2 separate regions of the Sus scrofa genome follow, and region 1 is linked to region 2. The links are chromatin contacts, called in public HiChIP or PLAC-seq maps. All regions are on one chromosome and are shown on one strand. Each heading gives the region's core, a stretch centred on a gene start, on an enhancer-like site or on the middle of the called end of the contact. The rest is flanking DNA. Distances are from core to core; before and after follow the strand shown.

Region 1 (7,023 bases), core at 3,954-6,453, 180 kb after region 2:
ATATAAAAAAGAAAAACAATAGAGAAATATAATGAAACAAAAAGTTGGTTCTTTGAAGATATCAATAAAACTGACAAACATGTAGCCAAGGAATGAAGGGAGAGAAGACACAAATTACCAAAATTAGTAACAACCCTACAGAAAGTAAAGGGTTAAGGAGGATGCTGGGGACAATTTTATGCCAACAAATTAGACAAGTCTGATAGAATGGACAAATTCTTAGAAATGATACCAAAACAAATTCGAGAAGAAATAGAAAATCTGGGAGTTCCCGTTGTGGCTCAGTGGTTAATGAACCCAACTGATATTTAATCTCTGGCCCTGCTCAGTGGGTTAAGGATCTGGCATTGCTGTGAGCTGTGGTGTAGGTTGCAGATGTGGCTTGGATCCCACGTTGCTGTGGCTGTGGTGTAGGCTGGCAGCTACAGCTCCAATTTGACCCCTAGCCTGGGATGTTCCACATGCCACGGGCGTAGCCCTAAAAAAACAAAAGACAAACAAAACAAAACAAAACAAATCAAACAAACAAACAAACAAACAAAGAAAAAAGAAAAAAAAGAAACGGAAAATCTGAATTGATTTATAACAATGAAAGAAATCAAATGGATAACTAAAAATCTTCCCTCAACAATATATATAATGGAAAACGCCTGTGAAACTATTTGGCATAGAGTTGGCCCCAAAACAATATGAGTCCATTCTTTCTGATTCCAGACACATGGTATCAAAACCCCAGAAAAGTTTCTCCTCCTATTAAATCCTACGGAGACCGGCTATATCCATGGACATCATTTGAAGAACTGAGAGTCACTTACTTGTCAATGAGAAACTCACCTTTGGGCTCCTTTTGGGTGTTAAATGCTGAAATCATTAATCGGGCAGATTAAGACACCTTGACCTCAGTCAGACTCCACCATGAGCAAGGACAGTCTTTCAGTGATGATCACCAACAATAGCACACACACGCACACACTCCCAACTTAAACACGAGCAATTCTTTTAATGTTTGGGATGGCCCAAAGAAGTGTCATACTTCCAACAGATAGAAAACTAGAGAGTCAAAGATCATCTAATGCTATGGAGGCAGAGTTAATGCTTATACGCTTACCACTTGCTTTTCTAACGGAGACAGCATGGAAAAGAGACAGAGGGCCTTGGGTTGATGTCCGACTTGTCACTTATTTGCCATTGACCTTTGTCAAGCCATTTCTCTCTCTGGCTTCAATGCCCTCTTTTAAGAAATGAGAGATCAGGAGTTCCTGTTGTGGCTCGGTGCATGAGAATCTGACTAGTAACCATGAGGCTGGGGGTTCGACCCCTAGCCTCACTCACTGGGTTAAGGATCCATCATAGCCATGAGCTGTGGTGTAGGTTGCAGACTTGGCTGGGATCTGGTGTTGCTGTGGCTGTGGTGTAGGCCGGCAGATAGAGCTCCGATTGGACCCCTAGCCTGGGAGCCTCCATATGCTGTGGGTGCGGCCCTAAAAAGCAAAAAAAAAAAAAAAAAAGAGAGAGAGAGAGAGTCCAGCTTTTGGATTACCATGAGGAACCCCCCTATAGAGACATGTCTGACCCTGGTCTGCCAGCCAGCTGTTCCATATTTCTTGTCTCATGTTCTCATTAGTGAAGTTGATCCCCTAAAATCAGGGACAAGACATGGGAGTAAGGGAGGCTTACTGTGGTCATGTGATCACCTGGGTGAGAGTGGGCATTACAACTGGAAAACAAAAAAAGTCCTTATATTAATGAGCGAAGTGTCCAACTCAGGAAGTTAAGAGAAATGCAAGAGTCAGGATGAGACGAGAAGGAAGGCGGAGTACAAGCGTGAGCAGGGATTAAAGGGACAGAAGCAAAGATTCAAGAGGGGATTGACAAAGGCAGAAGCTGGTCCTCTGAAAAGACAAATCTGTGGCAAAATGAAGCAAGAAAGGACAGAAGGCATGAGCAAATGATGGAAAAAGGAACAGAAGCACAGGGCAATCTTGAATCATTTTATGCCATACATTTGAAAATTTAAATGGATAATTTCCTAGTAAAGTAATTTACCAGAGTTGACTCAGAATAAATACCAGAATATTCAACAGACCTATAACCACTGAAAAAAATTAAAAAAAACAATGAGTGGCTTGCCCGGGCTTATTCTAAGGAGGTGTCTTCCAGCCCTGGTGACGTGTGAAACTCTGCTTCTCTCTGTCCCTCTCTCTGCCTCTCTCTTTGCATGCATGTTTGGAATATGCAGAATCAATGCCAGAAGGATTTCTACTTGGGGTGACAGCTTCTGGGGGGCAATTAGAAGATGGGTATCCAATGGGAGGTTGGTTATCAGATGCCCTCTAAAGGGCAGGCATGGGGGAGCATCATTTCTATTTTATTTTTTTGATATTAATAGTGAAATCTATTTTATAGTTAATACTGTATTTATATAACAGATGGTAAATTACACATTAATAAATGAACTTCCTTATGAACATTGATGTCAGGTATTTAGAACCTAGATGTTGAGTCTGCCATTGGTAGTAGAGTCCATAGAGGATAAGAATGCTGATGTACTTGTCGTAATTGATAAGTTTTTATAACTGCATAGGATTTGTTTTTAAAATTCTATTGTAGTTGATGTACAATGTTCTCTGTCAATTTCTGTTGGAAGCAGATCATTTTTATTTTAACGTTGATGCTCTACAAGGGTATGGGTGTCAGGGTCATGGGCACCCCTGGGTTTGCACATGAATGGATAGGGCTCTGGTTAGTTCCCAACTCCTGAAATGTGACGGAGAGAGGAGGAGCGGGAGGGGCTGTGGGGACAGAGTTCTCTGTGCATCTCCCCATGGTGAGCCGGCAGAAGGTCCCTGAGCCCCACTGAGGACACCAAGGGGGTGTGGAGTGCCTGAAACCTACCCTCCTCTACCCCCAGGCTGCAGGCTCAGCAAAGATAATACATTCAGCACCCAGCCATTTGCCCTGTGGTCTTCTGACTCTTCCCAGGTTGTACTGTAGAAAGGCATCCTTGGGGGAGTTTTGCTTTGGATAAAATGGTGGAATGGGACCAAGGGGCCATTGCCTAGGGCTAGCCTTTTGTAGGCTTTCCATTCTGTGCAGGATGGAAGTGGGAAGTGGGAGGTGGGAGGGAATCCCTTGAAGTGATGAATCACAGATAGTTCCTTGGGGGCGTCAGAGTGGATGGTATACACCACCCCTTTGCCTCACCCCATTGCCAAACATTAACACGTGCTGGAAATGTTGCAATTAACATGTCTGACGTTTTATTCCCTGCCAAAAAAAAAAAAAAAAGAGAGAGAGAGCTATTTCTCTGAGAACATATTTTATAGGAAAGGAGAAAATTTAGTTAACCAGGTGTTGGGCTCCTTGAATGAGGATGAGACCAGTTTGGGGAGGATAGTGACGGAAAGGAACCTGGGTAACAAGTGGCTGAGAACACTTCCTCATTGGGGCCAGCGGGCTGGCTGGGGGTAGGGGTGGGGGGTGGCCCAAAGAAAGTATTCTTCTCGTTGAAATGCTCCCAGAAATGGTGGTGGAAAAGGGACCATAGACAGTAGTTCTAATCCAAGTGCTGTTTTTCAGGTTGGGCAAGATAGATTTAATTTGATTGCTTTTGCATTTTCTTTTTATCTTAGATAAAGGGTGTGCCTGGTTTCTCTACTCTGAACAATGGCCCGATTGTTAGAAACCTTGCTTACATGTATATATGCGTGTGTGTTCTGCCATGACTCCTGTGTTTTGGAAGTCTTTGGGGACAGATGATATTTATGAATGATGTCCCAAGGGTATAATCAGTATGACTCATTCCTGGAACCAGTTTTATCCGTTAAGGGGTGCCAGCTGCACCCAGTTGGGATAGCTTCTCGCACTAACCTGCTTCTGGGTTTGGGGTCAGAAGGGCATATTTTCCAGGCCTTTCTACTTTTCCAGAGGTTTAATTGCCCATGATGGAGTCCTGGGGACTTTCTGTTAAGTGTTCTGACAAGGTGAAGATGGTTACACGGATGAGAAAAAAGCTGTGTTGTGGGATTTCAGAAAACACACCCCCGCAGGCAGTTTTTTGCATTTCATGGTAATGGCAGTAACAAAGTTTCCTATTTATTCTCTGACATTCTCGAAGGAATTTGGAAGACTTGCCTGATGTTATCATCTCTGTATTTATAGGACACCATCAGTTCGGCAGGCAGGGTGGGGGTTATTAACGACCTCTCTTATTTGGCCTTCTACCTTCCCAAATGTTATCACCAAGAGGGGGAAACAGAGGTATTCCCTGCTTACGTAAAGTTCAAGAGCCCCTCCAGGGTCAGAACTGGAGATCACAAGCTTGGGGTCTAGGTTAATAGGCTGTCACTGTAAGTTTCACCCCACCCAGTGAAGCTAAAACTCCTAAGGGCATCTGAGGCTTGGTTCCAGATTCTGAGGTGTGTCTCACATCTCAAACGAACCCATCATGACCTTTGCACAGGGCTGGCCTTGAGTCTGATTGGAGTCACCTCATTTCCAAGGCATTTTCAGCCCTTGAGGGTTCACTCACTGCTGTGTTTTCCTGCCTTTTCCCATGGACGATGGTCCTGGAGCCATTTGGATCAACCCAATTGAGTTTTTGCTATCTCCCCTGCCCTGTTTTCCGGGATCTTCATGACCACGGATGAATTTATCCTGGGGAATCTTGCTTTTTCCACTCACTTTGCCAAATCCAGCATGGCTCCTAGCATACGGATTAGATGGGCATCCCCCCGTTTTTTTTTTTTTTTTTTTTTTTTTTTGACTCATCCTTGAAATAGCTGTCGGATCCCATCTCTTGGAGAGAAGACAGGTAGAGCGTCGACACACACTTCAACCTGCACATATGGCAGGCGGGCAGGCTGACGAGAGTGGAATTCCTGGACCGGTTCCTTGGTCTGTGTTCTCTGGGGATTGCTTGTTGAATAACTCCACATCACATCACTCCACAGATAAGGAAGATGTCATCCCCATGGCATCTCTGATTTCGGCACAAGCTTCAGAAAATCCCAAGCAGCTAATCTAGAACATGATGGCTTAAGCCGCTATAATCACCAGCCAACTTTGAACATGTGCCATGCACATGGAGACTATCCTATGCACTCTTTCCCAATTCCTATAGGAGGCGCTAGAGCTGGACACCTGGGAGGCAGCCTTGGCAATGCCTGCAGGGTGGAGTCTTCCAAAGGCACTGGGCTGTGACAGTAGGGCTTCCTGGAAAAGGCCCTTGAGTCATTCTTCCCCACCAGCAAGTCCCCTCTCTAGGGAGGAAGTCTCCTTCTCTGTCAAATGGAAACCTGTCTGGCTGGGAAGGATCTTGACTACTGGGGGAAATGGAGCCAGGAGCCAATGGAGGCAGGCTGGACCAATGGGTCAAACCAACGAACAAGAGAAAGTTTAATGGGAAGAGATTTAACATCCTAGACACAGGCTTAGGAAACAACTGTGCCAGGCAGGAATGGAGAAGTGCTGAGCTGGCAGAAGGACTTGGGCAGAGATGTAGGACATTTCAGTTAGTTGCAATGGAGGAATGAGAATTCTGAAAAAGCAGGTGTAAACAGAGGCTGTCTTAGTAGAACTACAGTCCTCAAAACAAGAGAGTTAATAGTTATGTTGGTCAGACCAGTGTTAGAGACTGGTTTGGGGCCTCATGCTTAAGAGCACAGTGGTATTCTGGAATGTTTTTGGGAAGGATCTTTTCAAACTCTGCCCCCAAGACCCAACCCCCAGTTGGTCACATTGCTTCCTCATAGCAACCCGAGAAAATTTTATTTAGCACTATATAATACACTCACATGGTTAAAAAAGGAAAACAGCCAACTAACTAACCAACTAACCCACCAGCCAACCAAACTAACAAAAGTAGAAAAGCAAATACAAATGCAGGGAAAAGGCTCCCTCTCCCCCTTGTACTCTGAAAGGGAATGTTTGGCAGGGTCCTTAGAGCATGGTCTCTGAAGTCATGCTGCTTCGATTTGTATGGCATTCCTGCTGCTCACTGGCTGTGTGACCTTAGGCAATTTACTTAACCTCTCTGAGCCCCAGCATCCTCATCTGAAAAATAGGAAGAATGAGGCAGGATTGCTGTGAAGATAAAATGGGTTCCCGCATGTAAAGAACACAGAGTAGCTCCTGGCAGGCAGTAACTTCCATGTACGTGTTAGCTTTCTTTACTCCCATCATCCTCTGCTTCATTGTTCCTGAATCCCCTTAAGTAAACTTTACTTTTTTAAGTGTCTTGTATATTCTTTCAGCGTTCCTTGATGCACATATAAGCAGCTATGAACATAGTTCTTATTTTTTCTCATTTTAAAACATCCTAAAGATACTATATGGCGCAACATTATTCAATAACATTTTTTTGTCCCTTTCCTTTCATTTGATAGTATATCTTGGAGGTTTCTCCACATCAGGACAATGAGAACTTCCTCATTCTTTTTTGCAGCTGCACATATAAGGAAGGACTGTCTAACAATTAGAGCTTGTTTTAAAATAGAACTCTGTCACTGGGAGCATTCAGGCGAAGACTAGACAGAAATGATGGAGCCAGGATTTATGTGTCAGCGAAGGGGTCGGGCTAGAATACTTCTACTGTTCTTCCAACGGAGATTTCCTGATCCTACCTTAAGTTTTCCCAAGAAGTAAAGAGCAGTTTTAAAAACTCCAGAAACAACATTGTTCTTTTGTGTCTCTGACTGGGTTCTGACTTGGCGCTCAGCCAGCTCTGGGTCATTCAGACTAGAGAGGGCGGACCTGTGCCCTCTCAGAATACAGGGGGCTCTGACTCAAGGTCCTGGCTCATCCTCCAGCCCCGTCTTGAGTGGACCTGACCTGTTATTATTAACTAGAGGGAAGATGGATTTGCTCTGGAAGGTTCCAAACCCTTCTTGGGCAGGCATCGTCTCACTGAGGGGTGTCCTTCATAGGACATTGGACTTGTCTTCCATTTCTCAGCCTGAACTTAATCACCTTTTTTTTTTTTTTTTTTTTTTAAGGGCCCTTCCTGCGGCATATGGAAGTCCC
Region 2 (6,733 bases), core at 974-3,473:
GGGAAAGTCACGTCTCTTTCAAGGGAAGATGGTATGACCTCCATGCCTGGAGAGTGTGGGCAGAATTCACTATTTGATGGGCTCATTGCCCTGAGAGGGAGAGGGGTTGGATGGTGCACCTGTGACCAGAGTTCAGGTTCTGGGTGCTGCGGAGGGTGGCGGGGGCGGGGCGGGGCGGGGAGGGGGGGACGGACACAGACACAGATATAGATCTCTCGTGGCCGGCCACGACCCTCAGCAGCCTGAGTAACATTTCTCAGGAACCCCAAACATCAGTGATGAGGTGATGTCATGTCTCTGATATCACGAGGTGACCGGCCAAACTCGGGGGGTCTGGATATAAGGATGGGTCTGGTGTCCATGACCTTCTCACCCTACAGCCTGGACTCTCTGTCCTGGACTGTTTTCTTCCGCCCTGCTCCTAGCCATCCTGGGCATTGAATGTTTGCTAAGTGCAGCTCCCTTCTCAGTACTCTTCTTTAATGTGGAGACTCCCAGGTGTGGAAAACGCTCAGGATTTTCAAGTTCCTGCCATGCTGAGTATCACTTGGGCTGATTGGTGTGCATAAAACGTTAAGTGGAGGATCCTCTTGCACATGGGTTGGCACACTTTTTCCACAAAGTGCGAGAGAGTAAGTGATTTCAACGTCGTGGATCTCGGTTGCAAGGACACAGCTCTGCCGTTGTAACTCACAAGCAGCCTCACCAATTTGTGAACAAGTAGTGGGGTTGCAGGGTTTTTTTTTAAATTTTATTACAGTTGATTTACAATGCTCTGTCAATTTCTGCTGTACAGCAAAGTGACCCAGCTATACATATCTATACATTCTTTTTCGTATTCATGTTCCATCACACATGATTAGATAGAGTTCCCTGTGCTATACAGCAGGATCTCATTTCGTATCCACTAATAGTTTACATCTATGAACCCCAAACTCCCAGTCCATCCCACTCCCTCCCCTCCTCCTGGGCAACCACAAGTCTGTTCTCCATGTCCATGAGTTTGTTTCTTTTCTGTACTTAGGCTCATCTGTGCCATATATTAGATTCCAGATATAAGTGATTTCGCACGGTATTTGTCCTTCTCTTTCTGACTTACTTCACTTAGTTCCACCCATGCGGCTGCACATGGCATTATTTTGTTCTTCTTATGGCCGAGTAGTATTCCATTGTGTATGTGGTGGCTGCGTTTTCATAAAACTTTATTTACAAAACGGGAGCTTTGGCCCACGAGTTGTGATTTACCAACCATTGGTCTAGATTTCCAAGTGGCTTGTTTTATGGACCATGAACAGAGGCAGGCTTTAGAAAAAGGCTTTCCTTAGAGGAGGAAAAAAAAAAAAAGACAAGGAATGCAATTGTTTTAGCATCTTCTCCCACGACGTGTCGATTCTGTAAGTAGCGATGTCACCAAAATAGTGTACATCAGTTTGTTAGTGTCATGGTTTGAAGGAGTGGACTAATTTGTACTCTTGATTCCTGTTCATGGAATTTCACTCCTTCCTCTCAAGATCATGATATCTACTGAAAAGGCCAGGTCTGGTGGATGAGCTCTTTAAACAAAGACAAGTCCTGGGTTAACGGGTTGGGGCTTTACTCAGCAAGAGCATGGTGAGGAAGGGTGTGGGCTTTGGGGTCAGGCTGTCTGGATTGAAAGCCCAGCTGCACTGTTCACCAGCTGTGAGGCAGGAGGCGAGGTCCCTGCCTTCTCTTTGCCTCCGTCTCCTCGTCTGTTAAAGTGAGAAGAGCGACAGTAGTGTCTTCCTCATCCGTTGCTGCAGATGTTAAATGATGCGTGTAAAAGGCACAGCACAGTGACTGTTGTGTAGTAAACACGCATCAAGCGGGGGCTCATTACGTCGATTTCCTTGGTGTCAGAGGCTTGCTGTCGTTTTGCTTACTGTGTGCTTCCAGGAAACAGATACCATCTAGGCTCTGTTCTCTAGGGTAATATATATATATATATATATTTTTTTTTTTCTCGTGGATGGCTTTATTTCTGCTCAGTCGTCAATGACACTAATAAGTGTTATAAAGTGCGCTGGAGCAGGTATTCCTCCTGCCTGGGGACAGCTGTGCAGAACGGACAATCAACACTATTTGTTTGCAGCCACGTCCGCAAGAGGATGCCACGGCACGAGGGTCCCCCCCCTCGGAGGCCCCTGCTTATCAACACATCTGCCAAGACTTGCTTTTCACTCACAAGTCAGAAAGGTTTCGTCCTTCTGTGTCTTCTGTCTCTGGCAGCTGAAACTGTGCTGTCACATCACAAACAACTCCTTTTCTTCATATACACATCTGGCGTTGGCCGTTGGACTAACTTCATAAGAGCACATGATCATCACTCATTACAAGATTAAAAAGTACCCCATGGCATCATTGATGTTTTCTAACTTGGATCTTTTGCAGTTATGATTCATCTCAGTTATACAACTTCCCTTTAAAGGAACATAGCTGATGACTTATTAGCACCTTCATCTTAAGTAGCGTAAACATGAGAATGGTGCACATCTCTACAAAATGCCATTTATTCTCTTTGCCAGCTTATCATTTTAAGATGTGACATCATACTTAAGATCCCAAATTTGTAAGTCTTGTGTGGAGGCGAGGCGTTTTGACCTTCTGTTGGCAGGATAGCTCTGAAGAGTGTCTGTTCACCAGCAGAAGTCAGGGGAGCAGCAGCAGCAATAGTAGTAATGCGTTTGGATACCTAACTCTTTTATTTATTTATTTATTTTTGTCTTTTTAGGGCTGCACTCACGGCATATGGAGGTTCCCAGGCTAGGGGTCGATTTGGACAAACTGGAGCTACAGCTGTCGGCCTATACCACAGCCAGATCCCTGCCGCGTCTGCAACCTATACACAACTCAAGGCGACACTAGATCTTTAACCCACTGAGCGAGGCCAGGGATCGAACCCGCAACCTCATGGTTCCTAGTCGGATTCGTTTCTGCTGCGCCACAAGGGGAAGTCCGATACTTAGCTCTTTTAAACATTAGTTTCTATTAGGCTCCTTGATTCCATTTATGCCCTTGGTTCCAACTGCAGTCTGATTTAAAGAATTTCTCCAGGGAGGTGAAATCTGGCTTAGCAATGTTGGTTTACAATTTACAGTTTATAATTTCTTTCATTTTTTTTTTTGTTTGTTTTTTAGGGCTGCGCCTGTGGCATATGGAAGTTCCCAGGCTAGGGTCCACTTAGAGCTACAGCTGCGAGCCTACCCCACAGCCACAGTAATGTGGGATTCGAGCCTTGTCTGTGATCTACACCACAGTTGGTGGCAACGCTGGGTCCTTAATCCACTGAGCGGGGCCAGGGATCGAACCTGTGTCCTCAGGGATACTAGTTGGGTTCTTAACCTGCTGAGCCACAATGGGAACTCCAGTTTATAATTTCTATTATAGTGGTTCTGAGTGAGGGAAGAGGACGGATGGAAAGTGTATATTATTGGCTGTGTGGACCATGGCAGCATAAGGCACCTTACACAGTCAGAATCCTTTTCATTCTCTTGCTGCTTTTTCAGTTAGCTTCTGCCATGTAACAAACCATCCCCAAACGGGATGGCTTAAAACAACCACCACTTTATTATTTCTCATGATTCTGTGGGAGTGACTGGAGTGCCTCTAGATGGGTTTTCAGCAGTCTTTCTTGGGGTCTTTCTTGTGGCTGCTGTAAAAGGGTGGCTGGTGCTGGAACATGCCTGATGGCTTCATTCTGACGTCTGATGCCTTGGTGGGGTGGCTGGAAGGTTGGGCTCAGCTGAGATAATGGGACAGCTGGCCTTCTCTCTCTTCTATAGTCCCAGAGCCTCTCCCTTTCCATGTGGCCTCCCTGACCGAGTCTGACTTCATCTTGGGGCTCCCTCAGGTGCAAAAGTGGGAGCTTTCTGGCTTTTCTAAGGCTTCTCGAAGCTCAGAACCAGCATGGAGTTACTTCCTCCATATTCTGTTGGTTAAAGCAAGATACAGGTGCAGCCTCGATTCAAGGGGATGAAACCCCATAAAGATATGAACGATGGGGGTGGTGGTTCACTGGACCACCAACTTCCATGGGTACTTAGATGGTAAATGTCCTACCAGGAGAAATAATTTTTTTTTTTTTGGTCTTTTTAGGTCTGCACCTGTGAAATATGGAAGTTTGCAGGCTAAGGGTCGAATCGGTACTGCAGCTGCTGGCCTATACCGCAGCCACAGCATCATGGGATCCAAGCCCCATCTATGACCTATACCACAGCTCATGGCAATGCTGGATCCTTAACCCACTGAGCAAGGCCAGGGATCAAATTCAAATCCTCATGGTTCCTAGTTGGGTTCTTTACTGTTGAACCACAGCTGGAACTCCTGACATAAATGTGTGAGTTACCATCTCCCGAAACATCTCCTGACTTTTTGAATCTGGGAGACATTGCAAGTTCTACAAGGTGACTCCAAGCTTCAGTGATAGTAGCTTCACTCTGAATTGGACTGATTCAGTACATATCAGATGAATTAAGAGTGGTGTTTTAGGAGTTCCCGTCATGGCGCAGTGGTTAATGAATCCGACTAGGAACCATGAGGTTGCGGGTTCGGTCCCTGCCCTTGCTCAGTGGGTTAACGATCCGGCGTTGCCGTGAGCTGTGGTGTAGGTTGCAGATGCTGCTCGGATCCCGAGTTGCTGTGGCTCTGGCGTAGGCCGGTGGCTATAGCTCCGATTCAACCCCTAGCCTGGGAACCTCCATATGCCGCGGGAGCGGCCCAAGAAATAGCAACAACAACAACAACAACAAAAAAAAGACAAAAGACAAAAAAAAAAAAAAAAAAAAAAAAAAAAAAAGAGTGGTGTTTTATATCAGCAAGTCAGTATTTAGCCAAGCCAGATCAATGCTGAGAAGAACGTTAGATGTTTGAACATAAAGAGGTTGTTTCCCTTGCTCGGCCACATGCCAGGTCTGTAGCCGAAGAATCTTATAAATCCTCAAACGAACAAGCCTGGAGGTTTTATACTTTCTGTCACCCAGCTTACAAAATTCTTTCTTGCCAGCACGCTCGCAAACCTGATACCTAACATACATGGGTTTTGTATGCACTCTAAGTCATAGTTACTTTTGAGGAGTGACCAAAGCTGTCATCTGTCTTCCTTTTTTGCTTTTTTAGGGCTGCACTCTCAGCATATGGAAGTTCCCAGGCTAGGGGTTGAATCAGAGCTATACCCATAGCCACAGCAATGTGGGATCTGAACCACATCTGCGACCTACACCATAGCTCACGGCAACGCTGGATCCCCAACCTACTGAGTAAGGCCAGGGATTGAACCTGCATCCTCATGGATACTAGTAGGATTCATTTCCCATCCGCCACGACGGGAGCTCCCTGTCGTCTGTGCTGGGATGCTACCAGTCACTGCTGACCAGCTCCCTGTCCTGACCTGGTGGGAAGGCCTGCCTTTTCTTTCCCACCAGCCAGCTCTTTTCCTGCAGGCTTTGACTGCAAGGCTGCACCTCTGCTCTGCTCGGCTTCTTTTGTGACTCCAGTAGGGCTGGCACTTAGGTGAGTGAGAGCTTATCTGGATGCACAGGGTATTGTGTGTGTGCGTGCTTATGCGTGTGCATGTTTCTGGGACTGTCACAGCACCCTGCTTCGCCCAGCTTGTCAGGCTTCCATCCTGCAGCCAAACTCTTTTCTTTCCCTGCTTGCTCTTCCTCACCTATGCCCAGTGCATCAGCACATTTGGAATTCTTCAGAGAACATTTTATTCTTCTGTATTCTTGGTGGCGCTTCTGGTGGCAGATGTTTCTCCCTTATCAATGGAAGGTAACAGACTTAATCAGAACAGAGACGCCTCCCCATGGAACCGGCTCATTTTTCTCCCCTGCTGTTCCACCCAGTTGTGAGACCGGTCTGCAGCCTGGTAAAAGCTGGTGAGAGTGACAGGCTTGGCATTTTCTCTTCCTCATTCTAGCTGGTGTCTGCAGCAGCTGGCTTTTATTCTCCACTCCTCTTCACCCTCTTTGGGTGAAGGAATAGGCTTTTGATGGTGGCTGGCCTTTGACCCTTGCTTATTTGTCAGTGGTGGATGCTTTTATAGAGGTTGGTCCCATGAGCAGGAAGATGGGGGCCACGTAAAGTGTGTTGGATGGAGGGATGGCAGAAGGATTGTTTGCAGGCTCTTTGATCCAGGCTGGACCCAGTTCTTGTGTTCGCGTTCTTGCCGTTTGTGAAGATGATTTGCAAAACCCTCGGTAAGCTTCATGCTGTACTCTTGATGCCGCAGGCATGAGTTTCAGTCTTTGGTGGGAGGCATGAGTAGAAAAGGCATGAACTTTTTTTTTTTTTTAAGTGGGAAATCAATTTTTTTTATTGCACGAAAGAGTCTTTAAAATCTGTAGTGCTATACAGTTTTCAAAAGTTTTATGCATGTGATTTCACCTAATCCCATATTAACCCTTTTCTTTTTCCCTTACCCCTATATTGCCCCTCGCCCCACTAGTAACCACTCGTTTGTTCTCTCTGTGAGTCTGCTTCCTTTTTGTTTTATTCACTAGTTTGCTGAATTGTTTCAGATTCCATGTATAAGTGATATCATACAGTATTTGCCTTTCTGTCTGACTGCTTCACTTAGCAGAATGCTCTCCAAGTCCATCCGTGTTGCTGCCAAAGAGCCCTTAACATTTTTTGGGGGGGGTCTTTTTAGGGCTGCATCCGAGACCTATGGAGGTTCCGAAGCTAGGAGTCTAATCGGAGCTGTAGCTGCTGG

Evidence for each region. HiChIP or PLAC-seq counts read pairs in DNA pulled down with a chosen protein or histone mark.
Region 1: an H3K27ac HiChIP or PLAC-seq map of alveolar macrophages shows a contact between it and region 2. The contact joins two enhancer-like sites. A contact is called at or near these places in 1 of 47 Hi-C or Micro-C datasets (embryonic fibroblasts) and 1 of 2 datasets of contacts at active chromatin or transcription factors (alveolar macrophages).

Annotation. Positions count from the first base shown.
Region 1 is chr7:40,405,313-40,412,335 of Sscrofa11.1, forward strand. No RefSeq gene overlaps it. Among named protein-coding and RNA genes, the nearest start is that of SUPT3H, 250 kb to the left of the region's middle. Within about 2 kb of position 5,204, at least 9 of the 83 cell types and tissues checked have an H3K27ac peak or open chromatin away from gene starts, as enhancers often do. A contact at or near this core is called in alveolar macrophages, where this site is marked.
Region 2 is chr7:40,224,503-40,231,235 of Sscrofa11.1, forward strand. All of the region lies in intron 5 of RUNX2 (runt-related transcription factor 2), which reads left to right. Among named protein-coding and RNA genes, the nearest start is that of SUPT3H, 67 kb to the left of the region's middle. Within about 2 kb of position 2,224, at least 10 of the 83 cell types and tissues checked have an H3K27ac peak or open chromatin away from gene starts, as enhancers often do. A contact at or near this core is called in alveolar macrophages, where this site is marked.